Regions from separate parts of the Mus musculus genome. Here regions 2, 3 and 4 are each linked to region 1. A link is a contact called in public Hi-C and promoter capture Hi-C data. All regions are on one chromosome and are shown on one strand. Each heading gives the region's core, a stretch centred on a gene start, on an enhancer-like site or on the middle of the called end of the contact. The rest is flanking DNA. Distances are from core to core; before and after follow the strand shown.

Region 1 (4,731 bases), core at 807-3,306:
AAGAAAACAAACATTTCTGCTATGAGTGTGTCCTAACATTCTTAATTTTCTCTTTTCTGTTGTCCTGAAAGCCTTTGTATGTAGTTCTGTCAGAAACCACACTGTGCTGTTGTTTCTCTATCAATCTCCCTTCCTAGATGTATAGTTCAGCTGTCCAGAAAATGGTGGTGGACTCCCTGAAGCTGGGGTGCTTGTCAGACACCTGATTTGGGGGGCTGAAAACTGAACTCAGGCTCTCAGAAAGAGCAGCATTTACTCTTAACCACTGAGCCATTTCTCTAGTCTCACACTTTTTAAAAAATGTGTTGTTAGGGATCAAACCCAGGGCTTTGTGCATGCCAGGCAAGCACTGTACAAATGATCTATCCCAATACTGAATGTGGAGCTTTGAGGAGTTTATTGGCATTTTTCACTTCACTGGACCCTAAGCATCAACAAGCTAGGTAAGTTAGACAAAATGGAAATTCTAGTGGACCAGCTGAGTTGCAGTAAACCCAGATCTTTTAAACTAAGGTATCAAGCCAGTGGTTCCTCAAATACAAGGTAAATTTCCAATTCACTAACTTACTAAAGCCTCCAGTGGGAACACAACTGAGAAACAAAGGTATTAAACTGCATGTCCTGTTCAACTCGACTGAAATAAATGAGATAATCTTTTTAAACTTCCAGGACTCAGGAGGCAAAGGCAGGCAGGTATCTGTGAATTTGAGGCCAGCCTGGTCTACATAGTGAGTTCCAGGACAGAGCTAAACAGTGAGGCCCTGTTTCAAACAAAACTGGGTCACTGAGTATGTGCCAGGTGAGAGTGGCTAGTTCTCATTCTACAGAATCCCTCCACGTAAAAACAGCACGAGGGCTGTAGGGATGGCGCAGTGATGAAGAGCACTGACTGCTCTTCCAGAGGTCCTGGGTTCAATTCCCAGCAACCACATGGTGGCTCGCAACTATCTGTTAATAGGATCCGATGCCCTTTCTCCTGTGTCTGAAGAAAGCAACCGTGTACTCACATACATAAAATAAACAAATATGTCTTTAAAAAGCATAACAGCAGGAACAGACAGCAATTCAAGAAGGAGGCAGGGAAGTGCACTTCCGTGGTCAGCGAGGCTTTTTGGAAATCACAGCCCCCACGGACTACTAATTATTGCTGCTCTAGGCGGTCTTCCAGCCCATCACATGGCCTCAGGAAGATGCGGGGGAGGAGGTAGGAGAGAGCCAGAAAGAAGTAACGTGCTTTTGAGACTGGAGAAGCAAGGGATACCGAAGCCTGGGGAACAAGGCAACCCTGCGTAGGCACCTCAGTTCCCACGCGCCTCTGGGCTTTGACTCACCGTGTAGCCTTGAGTCGATGCACTTGCCTCGCTTCTCAGGACCTCAGCTTTCCTGTCTGTAAAGTGGAGGCGGCGGCGACGACAGCTTTTACACTGTGGGGCGACAGCCAAGTCACGAGATACAGCGGAGGAGAAAGGCGTTTTGGAACCTGCAAGGCTTGGGATGATGCATCGTCACGGTTCTGGTCCTGAGGAGAGGCAGCGGATACCCGGGCGGGGCCCGGAGCTGTGACGCGACTGAGACGCCCGAGTCCAGCAGAGATGCGCCCGCGCCCCTCTCACCGGCGCGCTCCCCGCAGCACCTCCTCCCGCGGGCTCCACCTCCAGGGCCCACTCAAGCTGGAGCTAGAGAAACTTTTACCTTCAGCTCACAGCGCCCGCACTTCCCCTGGTTCCCGCCGACAGCCGCTCTCTCACCTCCTACCCGTGGGCTGGCGGGAGCTGCATCTCTATGGTCCGACTGGGACTGGAGTGGCTCCTCGGGGGCCTTTGATGTGGCCGCCCCCGGCCCAGGCGCCTCTAGGAATCTGACGTGTGGCAGCCACTCTGTCTCTCTTCAAGGCCCGTGCTACTCTATGGTTTCCCCTCTATGTCCTTGAGTACCCCCCTTCTGAAGCCCCAAAGCGGAACCATCGAGAATTGCAGGGAAGAGTGGCAAGGACTCCGTGGTGGGTGTGGCCGGAAGTAGATGCAGCAGTCCGGGGCGGGACTAGCGGCGCTGCCTCTTCGTAGGCCCGGCGAAACCATCGAGTGTGAGGGCCAGAGAGTCATGGAGGGAAGGGGGCGGAGTGACAGATTTCTCTCTCCCACGTTCCTGGAAGCGCGAGCAGGTCTGTGTATAGGGTGTCCGGGAGTCAGCTGCTGTGTGTCAGGGTTCGGGAGCCGGGGGCCAGGAGATCTTCGTCAGCGGCTCTCCATGCAAAGGTGCTTTGGAATTCTGGATCACAGCTCCGAGCCTTAGCGGAGGTCACGGCTGTCAATTCACCAGTGGGCCGGTGTGCCAGGCAGAGGAGTGGCAGTGGAGAAGTGTTGCAAGGAGAGGTGTTCTGGAAATAATTGCCATTTTGTCCCCTTAGGCATTGTCTTAAGTTAGGCTTAGTCACATCTTAATTGGGTTGAATTTGAAAAAGGCTCCAAAAAAAAAAAAAAAGAAAAAGAAAAAGGCTCCGTGGAAGAAGTAGACTATATGATCTCAATGAAAAAGAATGCCTAGAATAAAGGGGTGGGGGTCATTCGGTACCAACAGAACTGAGAGAGCTAGAAGTAGGTAGTGATTTGCTAGTAAAGGTACGCATTCTAATGTAGGCATCCCTGCGTATCCGGCTGTGGTATTTGAACCCAATGGGAGCAAGGCACCAAGGGTGCTGGAATACAAGTGACAGAATTGTAGCGTGTCTGGGATTGGTGGGTTTGGATGATGCAGGTGCTGAAGGTCCATTCAAATATCACCTCAAGAACCAAAATAACTTGCAAGAAATAGTTTAGGTGAGAAGTAATAAATGTCTGTACAGGACATTAGGAACGGGGTGTAAGGGAGAGGATATTTGAAAGACATTTCTGATGGTAAGGCATGTGGTCATTGACAGAGCAATGGAAAAATCACCTTTGCCGATTCCATTCAGTGGGGACCCTTCTGTCTAGCTCTTGCCAGGGACCAGAGTCTTGCCTTTCTAGTATCCTGATGTGGAGCTGGGTACATTGCTTTTTGGAATTGAGAAACTCTCCAAAATGGCCTTCTGGCAAAAGGTCTAACTGAAGAGCAAAATGGATTGAAGAGCCTGGGGTGTTTGCTGTGGCATTCCAACACCATTCCTACTCCACTGAAACACAGTCCTGCTGACCTGTCCATCTTGCTTCTGTGGGAGGGAGCGGAGCAAGATTGACTGGTCTAGTTTCTATACTAGTCTTATGCTTTCTTCCAGTTCTGCTACAATCCATCCCTCGGTTTTGACAGTGCCTCAGAGCCTATAAGCATCTGTGCTGCTTCTTTTCAAGATGCCATTTTCAGACTTTGTTCTGGCCCTTAAAGACAATCCCTACTTTGGGGCTGGATTTGGGCTGGTAGGTGTGGGTACGGCTCTGGCTATGGCCCGGAAAGGAGCCCAGTTGGGTCTAGTGGCATTCCGGCGCCATTACATGATCACACTGGAAGTCCCTGCCAGAGACAGAAGCTATGCCTGGTTGCTTAGCTGGCTTACCCGACACAGCACCCGCACTCAGCACCTCAGTGTTGAAACCTCATACCTTCAGCATGAAAGTGGCCGGATCTCCACCAAGTTTGAATTTATCCCCAGCCCTGGAAACCACTTCATTTGGTAAGATAGGAAACTAGGTAGGGCTCTGAGGAGAGGGTGGATCGATGGAGGAAATTGGGTCACTTTGACAATTTTATTCAGGTATCAGGGAAAATGGATCCGGGTAGAACGAAACCGAGACATGCAGATGGTAGACTTGCAAACAGGGACTCCTTGGGAATCTGTCACCTTCACGGCCCTGGGCACTGACCGAAAGGTTTTCTTCAACATCCTGGAAGAAGGTATGAGATGGGACAGGCAGGCTATCAAAGTGGGGAGGTTGGGCATCTGCTGCTTGGAGAGGAGGAATAAGGATCCGAGTCCTTGGGAGAAGGGTACCAGGTCAGAGCTCTACCTGACTGAAGCATCAGCATGATCAAGGGACTGTTTTACTTCCTTGCTCCCAGCTCGAGCACTGGCCCTGCAGCAGGAGGAAGGGAAGACTGTGATGTACACAGCTGTGGGGTCTGAATGGCGTACCTTTGGTTATCCGCGCCGACGTCGGCCACTGGATTCTGTAGTCCTACAGCAGGGTCTGGCTGACCGAATTGTCAAAGATATCCGGGAATTTATTGATAACCCCAAGTGGTACATTGACAGAGGTAAGCAGCAGCTGGAATCTAGCCGAGTTTGTAGCCAGGTGAAGTTACAGGAAATTCTAGCTCAGGTGAAAGGGAAAGAAAGCTCGTCTATGAGAATATCTTTTCTGCCTCTAGGACCACTAGCAGGGAATGGAGCTGAGGGTAGATGTGGACACCTGGGCCAGAGTACATGATTCACTGTAGGTCTTGTTTATCCTGGTTATATCCCTAGGCATTCCCTACAGACGTGGCTACCTTCTTTATGGGCCCCCTGGTTGTGGAAAGAGCAGTTTTATGTGAGTAGTCAAATTTTCTTGACTTTGAGTAACAGCCTTTGCAGAAAAACTGGGCTGAAATTATTAGAAGAGGAATGAATCTGGGAAGCAAGGATCAGGATAAACATGAGATCCATAGATATATATCAAGTGAGTGGTATAGGAAACAGGCCTTTGCAGCCTACCTCCTAGGACTCCCGAAGTCTTCAGGTTGCCTAGGACCTCCTTCCATGTCACTGTCCACAGAACA
Region 2 (4,731 bases), core at 1,529-4,028, 650 kb after region 1:
AATCTCATGTTTTGAGGACACTGAGGTCACAAGCACTAAGAAATCTCCTCACATGACTCCATTCTCGGACCATGCCTCCCCTCCCCCAAGAATGGGTTTATAAAAATTATACTGAGTCCTGGAAGTACATTCACCTGGCAGTATTAAAATTTTTAAAAAGAAGTTTGTTTTGCAAATTCTTTTGACTTCCTTTGTGAATGAAGAAAAGTAAGCCTTTATCTGCTTCTGCTAGGTATGTTCCATGCATTCATTTATATCCTGTCAAGTTCTAAGTATTGGTTACATAGCTCAGGCTGCCCTCTAATTTTGACCCTTTGGTCTCAGCCTCCTGCATTCTTTGTTTCTTTGTGTAGACAGGTCCTCACTCTGCAGTCCGGGCTGAGCTGACACTATTTAGACTGGCCTTGAACCTGAAGTAGCTCTCCCTCCTCAGCCTTCCAAAGGTTGAGACTACACCTCGGATTTAGACTATAGTGCAGGTGCAATGTTTATTGTATGCACACACCTGAGTCATACATAGCATCCAAGTGGCGATCAGAGGAGCCATCTCACCAGTCCTGGCTTTTCTATTCTATCCTTTTTTTTTTTTTTAATGTTTCTGAGTACACTGTAGCTGTCTCCAGACACACCAGGGAGGGCATTGGATCCCATTACAGATGGTTGCGAGCCACCCTGTGGGGGAATTGAACTCAGAACCTCTGGAAGAACAGTCAGTGCTCTTAACCACTGAGCCATCTCTCCAGCCTGGCTTTTCTTAATATCACATTCCTGGTAGGTGCTAGCCTGCTGTGTGTTGAGATGAGAGAAAGAGAAAAATAGCAAAAACTTGGAAGATTTTGGAGTAATTTACTTACTCTTGATTTGTTTAAACCAAATATAAGTACTTCTTGGTCCTTGGGTCAGTCAGAATTCGATTGCAATCAGCAGAAGCTAACCAAGAAAATTAAACCACCAACAAAACAAAACAAAATAAAGCAAAGCAAAGCAAAACTAAACTAAATCAACCATTTCCCGCCACTAAATCACCCTCAAATTAGCAACGTATGGAACTCGCATCGATTCAGTCAATGCAGGGCTGGCAGCCAAACCTCAAACAGCAGTGACAAAGGAGGTCTGGCAGCTCTGTCCCCTCCCTCCCGACAGTGATCATCTGTCCTCAGCACGGGGACAGACACTTCCTCCTCCAGGCACAAGAGGCCGCTGAAGGACCCACAGCAACCTGCACTACACAGAAGCAAATTCTTAGCCACCTTCACCTTCATCTCTCTTTCTCTATTCAGATTTGAAGTCCCACTTAGTCGTGACTTCTCATTGGCAGAACTCATCTTGTGCCTGCACCCTTAGATCAGGGAAGCAAGAGCCTCAAAGTTCTGTGGTAGATACTTCATCTCTTATTAAGGCTGAAACAACCAAAATTCCCCAAGTGTAGGTAGGAAGTCTCTAGATGTAGGCAGGAGTTCAGAAGGTGGGGAGACAGGAAAAGGGGACAAAATGACGGCAGCCTTCCCTTGGTTGGTGCTCAAGCTGTTGCTTTGATGAGATGTCCCCAGGTCACCTGTCCTGAAACACTGACTGGACTCATACAACCATTCCTGCTTGGGTCATGTGTGACACCAGAAAGCATTATGCTAATAACAGCTTCCATAAACCATGCTTCATTTGACTTCTAACAACTCTAGGTGTTACCTATACTTAAGGGGGAAAACAGGCCTTGGATGTTCCCAAGTCACACAGCAGCATCCGGTTGCAAGGCCAGGTCTCCCTGCTCTCAGAGTTCTGAGTTTCCCAGTGGGTTCTGCTGATAGGCTGTGTGTGTGTGTGTGTGTGTGTGTGTGTGTGTGTGTGTGTGACATCCCATGCCATTTTTTATCCCTCCCCCAGTGCTGGGAATTGAGGCTAAGTAAGGTCTGGCGGCTGCTGGGCAAGCACTCTACCCCTAAGCTATCCCCATAGCTTTACATTCTTAGTACCTTCTGGCAGCATCTACTAAGAAAACAGTACACTAATGTCTAGGAATTGGCCAGATGGAATAAAACAAGACCCACTTCTGGAAGGTTCCCTTTTCCTGAGATCTGAATCCAGAAATCATTCTGAGGCTAAATAGATCTACTTACGATCAGCTGTGGAAGAGAAACGTTGAGTCTACTAATTTCCTCATACTAGGCTCTTCTACCTCACCCTTTCTAGGTCAAAAATGTTAAAAGTCTTCCAAGTGTTATTCGGCTGTCCAACTGATACGTTTCAATTCTGACTAAAGACTAAGGGGATGACGAACGAAGGAGGACACAATTCTTACCTTGTATAATTTACATTCTACTGGGGGAGATAGATGATCATCAAATAAATGTTAATTTGTGGCTCTGACAGTGTGGAGAAGAAAATGCCACGAGACTCTATAAAAAGCAGGTCTGACCTACTCAGGGGAGCCAGGGCAGCCTCTTTTGAAGACTTAGCACTGGAGCTAAGCTATGAAGAAGGGTTAGGCCCAGAGGAGACTCGGTGAGTCTTGGAGGTGATGGCCTGGGGGAAGTACTCAGGGATCGTGAAGCACTTTTAGAGGCCAGCGACAGGACAGGGGACCCGCACCTAGCTTGCGGACCGCCCCTCTGCCTGTGTTTGAGAGACTGCGTCATAGCTGGAAAGATATAGCCGACTTCAGCCTCCTAAGTCCCACCTGGGAATGACGTCGCCTGGGTGAAAAACTAAAATAAACGGCTCCGCCCTCATCTCCCAGCAGCCCCTGCAGCGCCCCCGCCCCCCCCGCCCCCGCCCCCTCGTGTGACCGGCCGAGCCGGCCCTCTGAGTCTCTAGTAGTTTCCAGGGCGCTGACGCATGCTTGCGCACACAACCCAGCCTGGCGTGTCGTACGCAGTGGCCGCGAGCCGGGCAGCGGGTGCTAGGCGGTTCCCCTGCGGGGGGCAGGGGCGGGACTCCCGGCAGAGGAGGTGCGGTCCCAGCTGGGTCAGGTTGGGGGTTCAGATCGGGTTACTAGACTTAGGGGGTTCGGGTAGGGCTCCCCACTCCTGCCGTGAGATAGCCCTGGGCACCGGCCTGCGGGACCAGATAAAGGCTGCGAAGGAGCCTAGTCACTGGCCGCAGGCGTGGCTCCCCGGCCCGATTCCACCTCGAAGTGTCGCCTGCCTGCCCGGGGTTGCGGCCGCACGGAGCTGCGGTGCCTCTGTCGGCCTGACCCCTTCTCTCCCGCAGCCTGGAGGAGGGACGTCTGACGCTGAGTTGCCATGGCATCCTACTACGAGATTCTAGACGTACCGCGGAGTGCGTCCCCTGATGACATCAAGAAGGCGTAAGTGCCTCGGCTGTGTTACAGAAAGGCTCTGACCCTTGTTCCCCGCCCCCCTGAGTGCCAGGGGCCCTTTAGAGGTCTGGCTGAAGGGAGGAAGGAGACCCTTGGGAAAGTACGAAGACCAAGTCCAGCCAGGGAAGAAGAGCTGACCTTCTTTAGCGTCCTCTATACACCCAGCTCCCCTCTCCTCCAGCTCCTACATGTGGGCTTGCCCAGGTTGCAGTGCTAAAATGCCCAGGCTATGAGACAGGACAGTGTCTCCACTCTCCCTGTGGCTATAGATAGCTCTATCAAAAGAACCCCAAGAAAGGGCTTATGGCAGGGACTTTCCTTTTTACTCATATCCCTGGCACACCACAGGGAGAGAAACCCCTGAATACAGGCTGCAGTCGTGAGGTATTCTGGGATCGGGGCAGTGAAAGGGTGTTGGACTAAGCAAAAAGGGTAGTCGGTGGGCAAAGCCTACATCAGTCTCCTGACCCTCCCTCTGCACTCACTTCCTGCAGGTACCGAAAGAAGGCTCTGCAGTGGCACCCAGACAAGAACCCGGATAATAAAGAATTTGCTGAAAAAAAATTTAAGGAGGTGGCAGAGGCCTATGAAGTACTATCTGACAGTAAGGCTTGGGGTCCTGCAGGGACCGGCATGTCCCCCTGCTTCCATTCATTCTTGGTACTCCTTCCTAAAGCCACGCCTCCATCCCGTCTCCTCCATGATTTTATTTTAGATAGTGTTTAATCGCCTCCATGTTATGTCTGTCTAGCAGGGTCTGAAGAGCAATTTGGGTCCTGATCGGGGAAGGTCATAGCTTTCCTGCCAGGCCAGCTTATCACCCCCATTTTGTAGGCTAGTAAACTGAGGCTGAGAGAGATGAAATAATTTGCCCATTTCTTGAGCCAGAATATGAATCCAGGTCTGATGGGTGATTTTTTTTTTTCCTCTGTGCTTGAGTATGCCTAGGGCATTGCACATGCTAAAGCAAGTTTTCTACTGTCAAGCCATGATTCCAGACCCAGGTCATTCACTCATTCATTTATTCATTCATTTAGAAAACAGTCTGACTAGACATGGCTATAATTCCAGCACTCAGGAGGTAAGGTAATGCAGGAGGATTTTAAGGTCAAAGGTCCTGTTTCAATAAGTAAACAAACTTCAAAACAACAACCACTAGTTGAGGCTGTAACTTTGTCAGTAGAGTGCTTTGGTAACATACACAAGGCCCTATGTATGATCCCTAGCCCCGCATAAACTTGGCGTGGTGGCGCATGCCTGTAATCCTAGCGACACAAGATGGAGGCAGGAGGATCGAAAGTTCAAGGTCTTCCTTGGCCACATATCAAACTCATGACCATCCTGGGCTACATGAATAGTATCTTTTTTTTTTTTTTTTGAGACAGGGTTTCTCCGTATAGTCCTGGCTATCCTGG
Region 3 (4,731 bases), core at 1,244-3,743, 600 kb after region 1:
ACCTAAGAATACAGACTTTGATGTCCTCACACTCCCAAGCTGAAGTCCTGGCTCTAGAACTCTCCGGAGTGTGATCTTTAACAGGTCACTTCCCTAAGCTTTGCCCACAGTGGCAAACTGATAATAGCCATTGCTACCTCTTAGGGTTATTGGGTCTAGGAGCATGCATTCAAAGTATTCAGCACTGAAATGACAGAGTCGAAAGGCATTATTACCATTAACAACTTACACCCTTAGAAAAGCTCTTCATAAAGTAACACAAGTACATAGAGCTCTCAGCTAATATGAGGTATCACTACTTTTAGCAATCGTTATTTCAATATGAGTTTCATTTCCCTTTCCATGGACCGGAGTGGAACGCATCCCTGTTTCCCATCAGAGACCTCCCTCGCTCAGAGACAGGCTAAAAGGTGGAAGAGCTCCAAAGCAGAGACACAAAGGATATTCGAGAGAAGAAGAGGTCAAGGTTTTCAATGTGGTGCCAAGGTGCTGTGGACACAGGAGCAGAGATGTCAGCTCCCTGAAGTGGCTATTCTCCCCCCCCAGCCTCCCCCCTCCGCTTGCCCTGCTCACTCAGGGTTCCTCCAGCAACTTCCGCCCATGCCCCTGCTCTAGCTGTCATGTCCCAAAACTCACATTTGCTCCCCTCGGCCACATGCACCAACAGGTCCTCTTCCCCGGGGGGCGAATCGCTATAGGAGGCCTCTAGGCGCTGGTATTCAGTGTCAAACTGTGCCATCACCACAGCCCCCTGTCCACCTTGTTAACCTGCCAGTGAAGAGAACCCGGATCAGATCCAGGCACTGTCTCCTTGCTGTCCTGCCCACCAGGCCAGAGGGAATGAGAAAGGGATTTGTTTTTTCCCACTAGCATCCTTGACTCAGAAGCAGTACAGGGATAATATAGCCCAAGAAGCACAGCTAAGCTTGGGACTTAAGGGGGCCTTCACCCTGGTCCTGAATCCCAGAACCTTTTGCTGGCTTAGCTACTATGCCAGAATCTGCCCCTCTGGTATGGGGTGAGTTGTTTCATTTTCTGTCCAATGAAGAGAAAGTTTCCTCCCCTGCCCCTCCTGGAAACCCTGGTCTCTCTAGAGACTAACAGTTTGAAAGCATGTTTTTGTAAACAAAGGTTTAAGATAAGCACATGGTCCTACCAGCTCCATGGACAGTTTCTGCTACACGTCAGTCCTGGGTGCCCTGGTTGGACAGCTGCTGGAGGAAAAGGTGTCAGGCTTCAAAGAATGGAGAGTTGGGACAGAAAAAAATCCAACCCTCCCACCGGTCCAAGCCCCCACTAAGGAGGGCAGAGAGATGGGGAAGAGACACTTTGCCAGTTGTGTCAGATGTCCCCTGTTGTTCTATGTAGAACCATTCATCTACTTTGAGGATACCAGGGAGTAACTAAACTCTCTGACCCAGTGCAGAGTGAGTCAGTACAGGTCCGAATCCAAACAGCCCTTTGGGACTGTTTTACCTCTGGTCTACCTCAACTTTAGAAATCAGACATGCTTTTCGGGGTCCAGAAAACCCCGAATGGGAGTCTTCTCAAGATTTTTCTGGACAATCCCTTCTGCTTCCCTAGCATCAGAGACGTAGGCAGGCATGGCTTTTGGATCAGAATTTTCCAGTCCATGTAGACTCCGGATCCCGCTTGAATAAGTGGGTTCCCTGGGTGCCTAGTGCCAGGTGGGGTCAAGGTGGTATGGTATACTCCCAATCAGTAAAGACTCTGGGGATGGTGGATCTTGGTCCGACCTGGTCCCAGAGGGAGTCCCTTGGTTAATAATAAGAGGTGTGTGCCTCTGGAAACACACTCACCTGGTCAGTGTAGACCCAGGGCCCATGGATCTCCCCAGGAAGGGCCTGTGCCCAGGGGTGTCTGTGGATGGTGGAGGGGTCGAGCCAGATCTACAGCTGAAATCCCTGGTGGGCTGGGATGCCTCCCCAATCCCAGCCACCTAGACCTGAGCACAGGGCGCCCCAGGGTCGCCCGGCCCCAGGCCGGGGGCTAGGCTCCCAACAGCGGACAACCCGGCGCGCGGCCCCGGCGCACGCGCGCTCCCCTGGCCGCGCGCGCCCTCTATCAAAACATTCTAGCTGCGCGCCCCCGGCCCGCCCGCCGCTCCCCTGCCCCCGTTACGCATTACAAGCTCACTTGGGGCTCAGTGGGCATCCCTGGCCAGCTTGGGCCTGGGTCTGGAGATTCCAGTTACCAGCCTCGCGTGTCACCGCAGGAACCGGGATCCAGGGGATTCCAGAAGCCGGGTCTGTTCTGCTGGGCTCTGCCAGACCCGGAGCTCTAGGCCCTCCGTCTGTCATTCACTGTCACCCGCAGCCAGTCTGGCCAATGAAAAAAGTGGGTGGAGACATGGTGGCCAATTCTTAGCCCAGGGGGCAGGACGGAAGGCTGAAGGCGGGTCTTGGAGAGCAGAAGACCAATAGTGTGCTCTACGTGATGAGGGGCTGGGCTACGGGCGCGGCAGTGTGTCCCCTTCGCCTCTCCGTAGCCGCCGAATTGTTGTGGTGTTGCAGAAATCCAGTTTTCGAACGTGGTCTTGCGTGTGGCTCGGCTCTCGGGACATTAGGGGAGGCTTCTGAGGGAGGGTCGAGTGACGAGGCTTGGTGTCGGTGCTAGTAGTTCCGTTGGGTAGACTCTGACTGGTAACTCCTGGACTCGAATTGGGTCTTGGTGCTCTCCATTTCACTCCTGAAGATCCTCACGTATTTACCGCAGAACTGATTTGTGGGAGCGGGTAAAGGCTGAAGGGCATTTCTGCGTGGGGATGGCCAAACCGGCTGGCGATGCGGCAGTAGGATCTCGTTCTGGAGAGTTGTTTCTGCCCTCCGTTTCTTCTTCAGCCACGTCGCCAGCTCCAAGTGCAGCCTCAGCCCCTGCCTCCGTTTCCCTGTTGTCCCTCAACGGGGAAGCTCCACTCATTCGGGGCCTGAGCCTGGTGAGCCAAGCTCCTGGGGAGGCTCTGGCCTGGGCGCCGCGTACTTCCTGTCCAGGTATCCGGGTTGCTTTGGGGTGGACCTATGAGGAACGTCACAGGGTTCCGTGAAGTCTATTAACACGGAAGACTTACATCGTGATTTCCCAATTTAGGAATCCACACTGACTTTATGTTGGTCGGCTTTTTCTTTCCTCAATATATTTCAGCCTTGGGTTGTTTATACAGGGCTGGCCCATAAATTGTCACCATAAAGGTTTCTAGCTATTGTTTATATCTCGTTACATTAATACCACTGCTTTTAAAACACCTTTCCTAGGTCTATTTCAAATCGAAGTAGACTCCAGTCAGATATATTCCCTTTTGCTAAATATAGAATAATTTACTGATTTTCTACACTAGTTTGTCTTCGGCTGTGTTTTCTTGCACTTTTTTAGGTTGTCCACTGCAACTGGGAGTTATAAGATGTGAACATCCATTTAGGAACTGGTTTTATATGGTTAAAAATAAATTTAATCTGGGAGTTGTTAATACCCACCTGTAACCCTAGCACTTAGGAATCTGAGGCAAGAAGGAGACGTGGGACTTTAAGAAAAACCTAGACTGTACAGTGTACAGGTCTGGATTCCATCCCCAGTGCGGCAGAAGTATTTTAGGGCTTACTAGGAAGGGGGCTAAAGGGACCTTTCAGACACTGTGATGTACACCTTTCCTAGGTTTTGGTTAGGTATCAAGATGTGATAAAGACCATTCCTGGACTTGTTTTCCTGGGTGTGTGCTTGCTTAAACTCAGAGAGACCGCTATGTACACCCACAAGTTCACTTTTAAGAGCAAGGGGTTGCCCATTAACCATATCAGTGGGGATGTTGTGTTTTGTTTTGTTTTTGAGATAGGGTCTTACTGCGTAGCCTTGGTTGGCCTGGAACTCACTATGTAGACCAGGCTGACCTCTAACTCATAAGACATCTGTCTGCCTCTGCCGAGCTGCATCACCACGTCCAGCTTCAGTTAAGTTTGATGTAAAGGGATAGAAGTACTTCTAGAGTTAGCCTTAACTGTGTATCTGAGGATTTGGAAGACATGGATTCAGGAATTATTTTCCTGATTGATGGCTCAGTTTTGATAATTTACCCTTGTTAGAAGGTTCCTCAGATGTGTTGGGTAGCACTCAATAGACTGAAAAAGGAGCTGCGGGCCGGATGCAGTTCAGTGGTACAGGACATGCTTAGGATGTAGGAGATCATAAAGACCCTACATCAGAAAGAAGACTGAACCTAGTGCCATTTGTTTTCTACAAGATTTCCCTAAACAGCCCACGTTGATAACTCAACTGTAATATTAACGTTTACACGTGTCTTTCCAAGTGTATTTATTGTACGGAATAGTCACTGTATCGTTTATTTCATGATTGCCAGAGTGTAAATTCTTGGAAGGCAAGGTCATGCCATCTTTTTCTTCTGTATTATCAGGTATTCAGTATAGTCCTGGGTACTGTAGGTTCACTGTGGTTTGGATATAATCCCTTTCTACTTCCAACTACCCTTGTCTTCCTTTCAGGAGAGAACACAAGCTCGGGGGGAAAAGTATCTCCATATTCTCTGGAAATTTCAGAGAAATTATTTTGTTCAGCCTGTGACCAGATCTTCCAGAACCACCAGGAACAGGTAAAAGGCCAGCAGATGAGGTTAGATGGTAGAAGCAGAAGTGTAATTCTGGCCAGGTGGTGGTGACGCACACCTTTAATCCCAGCACTTGGGAGGCAGAGGCAGGCAGATTT
Region 4 (4,731 bases), core at 845-3,344, 580 kb after region 1:
TCTGTTCTCAGCAAAACATCCTCTCATAAGACAGCTTCCGGAAAAACATCACACGACACAACTGAGTCTCCAAAGAAGCCAGAAATGTCTACTTCAACCTGGCTTCTGCTTTTGACTTTTTATTAGAAGGCTGAGGATTTAACAGAGGGCCAGAGAAATATAATTTTTTCCAATGAGATATACTATTTACACAAAATTAAACTAAACCACGTAAAATAGGTTTAGACTTTTATTATTCTTTTTCCCAATTTCCTAAGTGTTTGTACATAATCATGTTCGCATGTATGTGGTCAAATGTGTGGGGAGGTGTGGACATGTATTTGTGTGTATTTGCATGTGTGTGGTCACACATGTGGGGAGGTGTGGACATGTATTTGTGTGTATTTGCATGTGTGTGGTCACACATGTGGGGAGGTGTGGACATGTATTTGTGTGTATTTGCATGTGTGTGGTCACATGTGTGGGGAGGTGTGGACATGTATTTGTGTGTATTTGCATGTGTGTGGTCACATGTGTGGGGAGGTGTGGACATGTATTTGTGTGTATTTGCATGTGTGTGGTCACATGTGTGGGGAGGTGTGGACATGTATTTGTGTGTATTTGCATGTGTGTGGTCACATGTGTGGGGAGGTGTGGACATGCATTTGTGTGTACCCTGAGGCTTGTGGCTGATGCTGGGAATCAATCTGGCAGGTTGAGGTTGCTCTTCCTCTTTATTCATTGAGACTAGGCCTCTCAGTCGAACCCAGAGTTTGCTGATATAACACAACCAACAAGCACATGAGTGTGGCAGGCATGTAAGTCGGCAGATGACCCAAGTCAAGGTGTTTGGGTACAGTTAGAGCTGAGAACAGGGCTTCTGCCTGAGGTAGCCAGGAAAGACTGTCTTAATTTCTACCGGTCTTAGAGTGAAAATCAAAGGAAGAGGAGGGGAAAGTTGAGAGGCAGAAACTGGTTTTTTGTTTGTTTGTTTGTTTACTTCACCTGATTACTTGTTTCCACGTCTAGACCTACGGGAAGGTAGAGTGACTACCAATTCCAAGTAGGAGAAGCTGTGTGAGAAGCAAAATGTGCTGAGCCAGGAAGGTCTCAGTCTGTGGTTCCTAAAGGTGTACACCAGTTTAATGACTGCCACTCTTCAAAAAACATTCCAGAACCCCTGAGAATGTGCTAGGCTAGTGTTTTTCAAGTTGAGACATACTAGAAATGTGTTACCATTCCTTCTGGAGCTCCCCTCTGAGTCAGAAGTCCTAGGACCCAGGCATCTGTTTAAAATAGCTATGTAGTGAGTTTCACCTGAGACTGTTGTACTTTAGGTATTATGTGCCAGGCAGGGCCCAGTATGAAACAGGTAGAGCTGATCCTTGACTCTTTGATATATTTTAATTTTATCATTGAAGGGAAGGGTGTGCAGTTCTCTTGGGTTTTTCGTCTTCTCTCCTTTCACTATGGATGTCTCTTTTCACCAGGTAGTCCCCTTTGTGTGGCCGATGCCTCTCTCTCTCTCTCTCTCCCTCCCTCCCTCACCCCCGAGCCTGGGTGTCTCTATGTAGTCTTGGCTGTCCTAGAATTCGATATGTAGACCATGCTGATGTCGAACTCACAAAGATTCACCTGCATCTGCTTTCTGAGTGTTGGGAGTAAAGGCTTGAGACACTGTGCCAGGTTGGTGAACAGCTGATTTCAATGAGGTGACGTGTAAACTGGGATGGAGGGGAGGAGAAGACAGAGCAGGTGTGCTCAGATCATACCGACAAGGGCTAGGGATGTCTTAGAGGGTGAACATCAACACTAAAACCTGGAGAGGAATCTGCACCACTGAGAAACACTGTAACTCCTCACAGAAAAGAGGTAGCCTCGGTCTGGAGAAATGGCTAGAGAAAAGTAAGGTAGTGACGAAGTGAGCAGGCTAAAGGCCGAACTGCTTCCAAACCACCCTTGTCCACCGACACGTCCATCTTTGCCTTCACTGGTTGGTTCTGAAAAAACTCTTCTAAGCTTTACACCCGCTCCCGGGCGTGGCTCAACTCTTCTGGGACTCTCCGCCTGCAATCTACTGTTGCCCGGGATGGACCCGCCCAACGTGATGACGTCAGAGCGCGCGAGCCCTCGGGAGGAGGAGTAGGGGCTGCGGGCCGGCGGACGCTCAGGCTTCGGTAACCTGTGCTGGGCGGGGGAGAGGAAGGGGCGGGGCGGGGAGCCCCCCGGAGTTGCTGTGTTGCGGACGGGGCCCGGAGCGGGAGTCCTTGGCACGCTCAGCTCTCGTTTCTTCCCCGCAGCAGGCCCCGCACGGCCAGGCGATGGAGTTTCCGGACCTCGGGGCTCACTGTTCCGAGCCGAGCTGTCAGCGCTTGGGTGAGGGGCGGAGCACGCGGGAGGCGGGGCCGGACGGCTGGGGCTGGGGACTGCAGGTAGGGCCAGGAGGGTGAGCACTGGAGCTGGAAAGGCCAGGAGGGCGGGGCTCGAAGTTGTGGGCGGAGACTAGGGGCGTGGCCAAATTGATCGTGTACTGTGAAAGAGGTACAGTGTGTTGCAAATAGGGCAGAGTTTTTCCTACCTGAGTAGCAGCTTTGCGCAAGAGGAAAGGACATCTAAGTTTCCTTTGAACCCGCAATCTGACCCATTCTCTGTAGATTTTTTGCCACTCAAGTGCGATGCCTGCTCGGGCATCTTCTGCGCAGACCATGTGGCCTACGCCCAGCATCACTGTGGATCAGCTTACCAAAAGGTGAGGGGGCGATCGTGAGGGTGGCAGGGGTTGGTGTATGGAGAGGAGAGCGGGTGCAGATGCTTTCAGGATCTGTCTATTTTATGTTTTCCCCTCTTAGTTATTGTGTTTCTAAGCCCAGCACTGGGTAACTTTGTTTTTTGTGTATTTGTGAGTGGTATATCCGGGTTCTTTAAGAGATTGCTTGGCTCTCATACTGACTCCTGACCCTTGACTATAGGATATCCAGGTACCTGTGTGCCCTCTCTGTAATGTGCCTGTGCCGGTGGCCAGAGGAGAGCCTCCTGACCGTGCTGTGGGAGAGCACATTGACAGAGACTGTCGTTCTGACCCAGCACAGCAAAAACGCAAGGTAAATAAATAATGGAGGGGTTAGTGAGACAACCCAGCGTAGTATACGGACATCTGCAAACCCAAAAGGCTAGCTCCATGGGGGCCAGAGGAGAAGATGAGTTTCCTAAATAACAAACCCTGTTTCATCTCAGATCTTCACCAATAAGTGTGAACGTTCTGGCTGCCGGCAGCGGGAGATGATGAAACTGACTTGTGATCGCTGTGGCCGAAACTTCTGCATCAAGCACCGTCATCCCCTGGACCATGAATGCTCTGGGGAAGGTCATCAGACCAGCAGGGCAGGGTAATTACCACCAAATAGCCAACTTGCTTTGCTTCAGCCATGTCTTCCTTGACCAAGGCAGTCTTTATGCTTTTTGCTCCATTTTGCTTGCAGTGCTGTGGACTGAAACTAGGCAAGCAAGCACTCTGCCCCTGAGGTACTGCCTTGGCCCTTTTGTTGTTTTGAGAGGTTTCACTTCTTAGCCCAGGCTGGCTTCAAACTTGTGGCAGTCCTCCTGCCTCAGACCCTCCAGTGCTGAAATTACAGCATACATTACTTCCAGCTCCCTTTATTCCTTGGAGACAAGAGTCCACAAAGTTGCCCCGGCTGTCATTGAACTCACTGTGCCCTGTACAATTTTCAGTTTTTCAGTCTGAACTTTCCAGGTAGCTGAAATTACTGACTACCCTCCTGACACCCAAAGCCTGTGCTGGAAGATTTATTAGAATGGTTTTCTTTTCTTCCCTTCAGGCTTGCTGCTATTTCTAGAGCACAAGGTCTGGCTTCTACAAGCACCGCCCCCAGTCCAAGCCGGACCTTGCCTTCATCATCCTCCCCAAGCAGGTAGGCCTACCCATTTCTCCTCTCCCCATTTTAACCCCTTCACACTTCTGACCACAGCCTGTTTTAATGTCTTCCATAGAGCTACACCCCAGCTTCCAACCAGGACAGCCTCTCCTGTTATTGCTTTGCAGAATGGCTTGGTGAGTTGGGGAAAGGTTGGATAGACTGAAGTAATTCTACACAGACTAAAGTCCAGGGAGACTGGTCTTTCTGTCTCCTTTTGCAGAGTGAGGATGAGGCCCTGCAGCGTGCCCTGGAACTGTCCCTTGCGGAGGCTAAACCCCAGGTTCTAAGGTACCTACTCTGAATGAGAACAAGATCTGTTTGGAAGGATGAAGGTGGGACCACACCAACCCACAATAGCTAAAAATTTGATTTCAAAATTAGATGAACCATATATCCCCAAAGGCCATACCAATGGCAGTAATTCTGATAAATACCATGTTGACTATAGAAAGTAAAGATGGAGGTCACACTCTAAAGTACTCAGTACCATGATAAGCTCTTCCTTTCCAGTTCTCAGGAGGAAGACGACTTGGCGTTAGCACAGGCACTGTCAGCCAGTGAGGCAGAATACCAACAGCAGCAGGTAAGAGGACTGTGTGGGCTGGGTCCTGTGTTGGTCCTGCCCAGCTGTGGGTAGTATTGCTGTGGGGTGGGGATCGTCCCTTTGCTTCCTTCCAGTGACTCCAGCTCACCCTGAGCCCTGAAAGGAAGCCTGTCCCCTCTGGTCTTTGACATCACACCATCTCCTCCTTCTCCTCTCCTTGCTCCAGGCGCAGAGTCGTAGCTTGAAGCCGTCCAACTGCAGCCTGTGCTAGGG

Evidence for each region. Hi-C and Micro-C count contacts between places; a contact is called where the count stands out from the background. Capture Hi-C pulls out chosen DNA fragments and counts their contacts.
Region 2: a promoter capture Hi-C map of pancreatic islet shows a contact between it and region 1. The contact joins the promoter of Dnajb2 here to the promoter of Bcs1l in region 1. A contact is called at or near these places in 2 of 39 promoter capture datasets (liver and pre-B cells), 3 of 484 Hi-C or Micro-C datasets (B cells, the G1E-ER4 cell line and memory CD8 T cells), 2 of 115 datasets of contacts at active chromatin or transcription factors (extraembryonic endoderm stem cells and memory CD8 T cells) and 2 of 9 other capture datasets (liver and pancreatic islet).
Region 3: a contact with region 1 is called in a promoter capture Hi-C map of liver. The contact joins the promoter of Ankzf1 here to the promoter of Bcs1l in region 1. A contact is called at or near these places in 4 of 39 promoter capture datasets (cranial neural crest, hippocampal neurons, liver and 1 more), 2 of 484 Hi-C or Micro-C datasets (embryonic stem cells and pre-pro-B cells), 6 of 115 datasets of contacts at active chromatin or transcription factors (bone marrow-derived macrophages, embryonic forebrain, large pre-B cells and 2 more) and 3 of 9 other capture datasets (adipose tissue, liver and pancreatic islet).
Region 4: a Hi-C map of B cells shows a contact between it and region 1, with 15 read pairs. The contact joins the promoter of Zfand2b here to the promoter of Bcs1l in region 1. A contact is called at or near these places in 9 of 39 promoter capture datasets (the C10 cell line, cranial neural crest, frontonasal cranial neural crest and 5 more), 4 of 484 Hi-C or Micro-C datasets (B cells, CD8 T cells, muscle stem cells and 1 more), 2 of 115 datasets of contacts at active chromatin or transcription factors (bone marrow-derived macrophages and extraembryonic endoderm stem cells) and 3 of 9 other capture datasets (adipose tissue, liver and pancreatic islet).

What each region holds. Positions count from the first base shown.
Region 1 is chr1:74,586,233-74,590,963 of GRCm38.p6, forward strand. It overlaps Bcs1l (BCS1-like (yeast)), which reads left to right and starts at 2,057. Exons shown (of 8, transcript NM_001305652.1): 1 at 2,057-2,161; 2 at 3,254-3,646; 3 at 3,728-3,867; 4 at 4,033-4,227; 5 at 4,439-4,502; 6 at 4,728-4,731. The coding sequence starts at 3,327. Zfp142 (zinc finger protein 142) reads right to left here and starts at 1,796. Exons shown (of 9, transcript NM_001310668.1): 1 at 1,332-1,796.
Region 2 is chr1:75,233,645-75,238,375 of GRCm38.p6, forward strand. It overlaps Dnajb2 (DnaJ heat shock protein family (Hsp40) member B2), which reads left to right and starts at 2,779. Exons shown (of 9, transcript NM_001159883.1): 1 at 2,779-2,945; 2 at 3,208-3,304; 3 at 3,811-3,920. The coding sequence starts at 3,240.
Region 3 is chr1:75,189,667-75,194,397 of GRCm38.p6, forward strand. Ankzf1 (ankyrin repeat and zinc finger domain containing 1) reads left to right here and starts at 2,494. Exons shown (of 13, transcript NM_026187.5): 1 at 2,494-3,011; 2 at 4,512-4,618. The coding sequence starts at 2,786. Atg9a (autophagy related 9A) reads right to left here and starts at 2,344. Exons shown (of 16, transcript NM_001288612.1): 1 at 2,158-2,344; 2 at 1,157-1,214; 3 at 637-768; 4 at 446-489. The coding sequence starts at 739.
Region 4 is chr1:75,166,552-75,171,282 of GRCm38.p6, forward strand. It overlaps Zfand2b (zinc finger, AN1 type domain 2B), which reads left to right and starts at 2,095. Exons shown (of 10, transcript NM_001159905.1): 1 at 2,095-2,156; 2 at 2,280-2,355; 3 at 2,634-2,728; 4 at 2,949-3,080; 5 at 3,214-3,365; 6 at 3,816-3,908; 7 at 3,988-4,048; 8 at 4,135-4,202; 9 at 4,425-4,497; 10 at 4,685-4,731. The coding sequence starts at 2,301. The coding sequence ends at 4,729.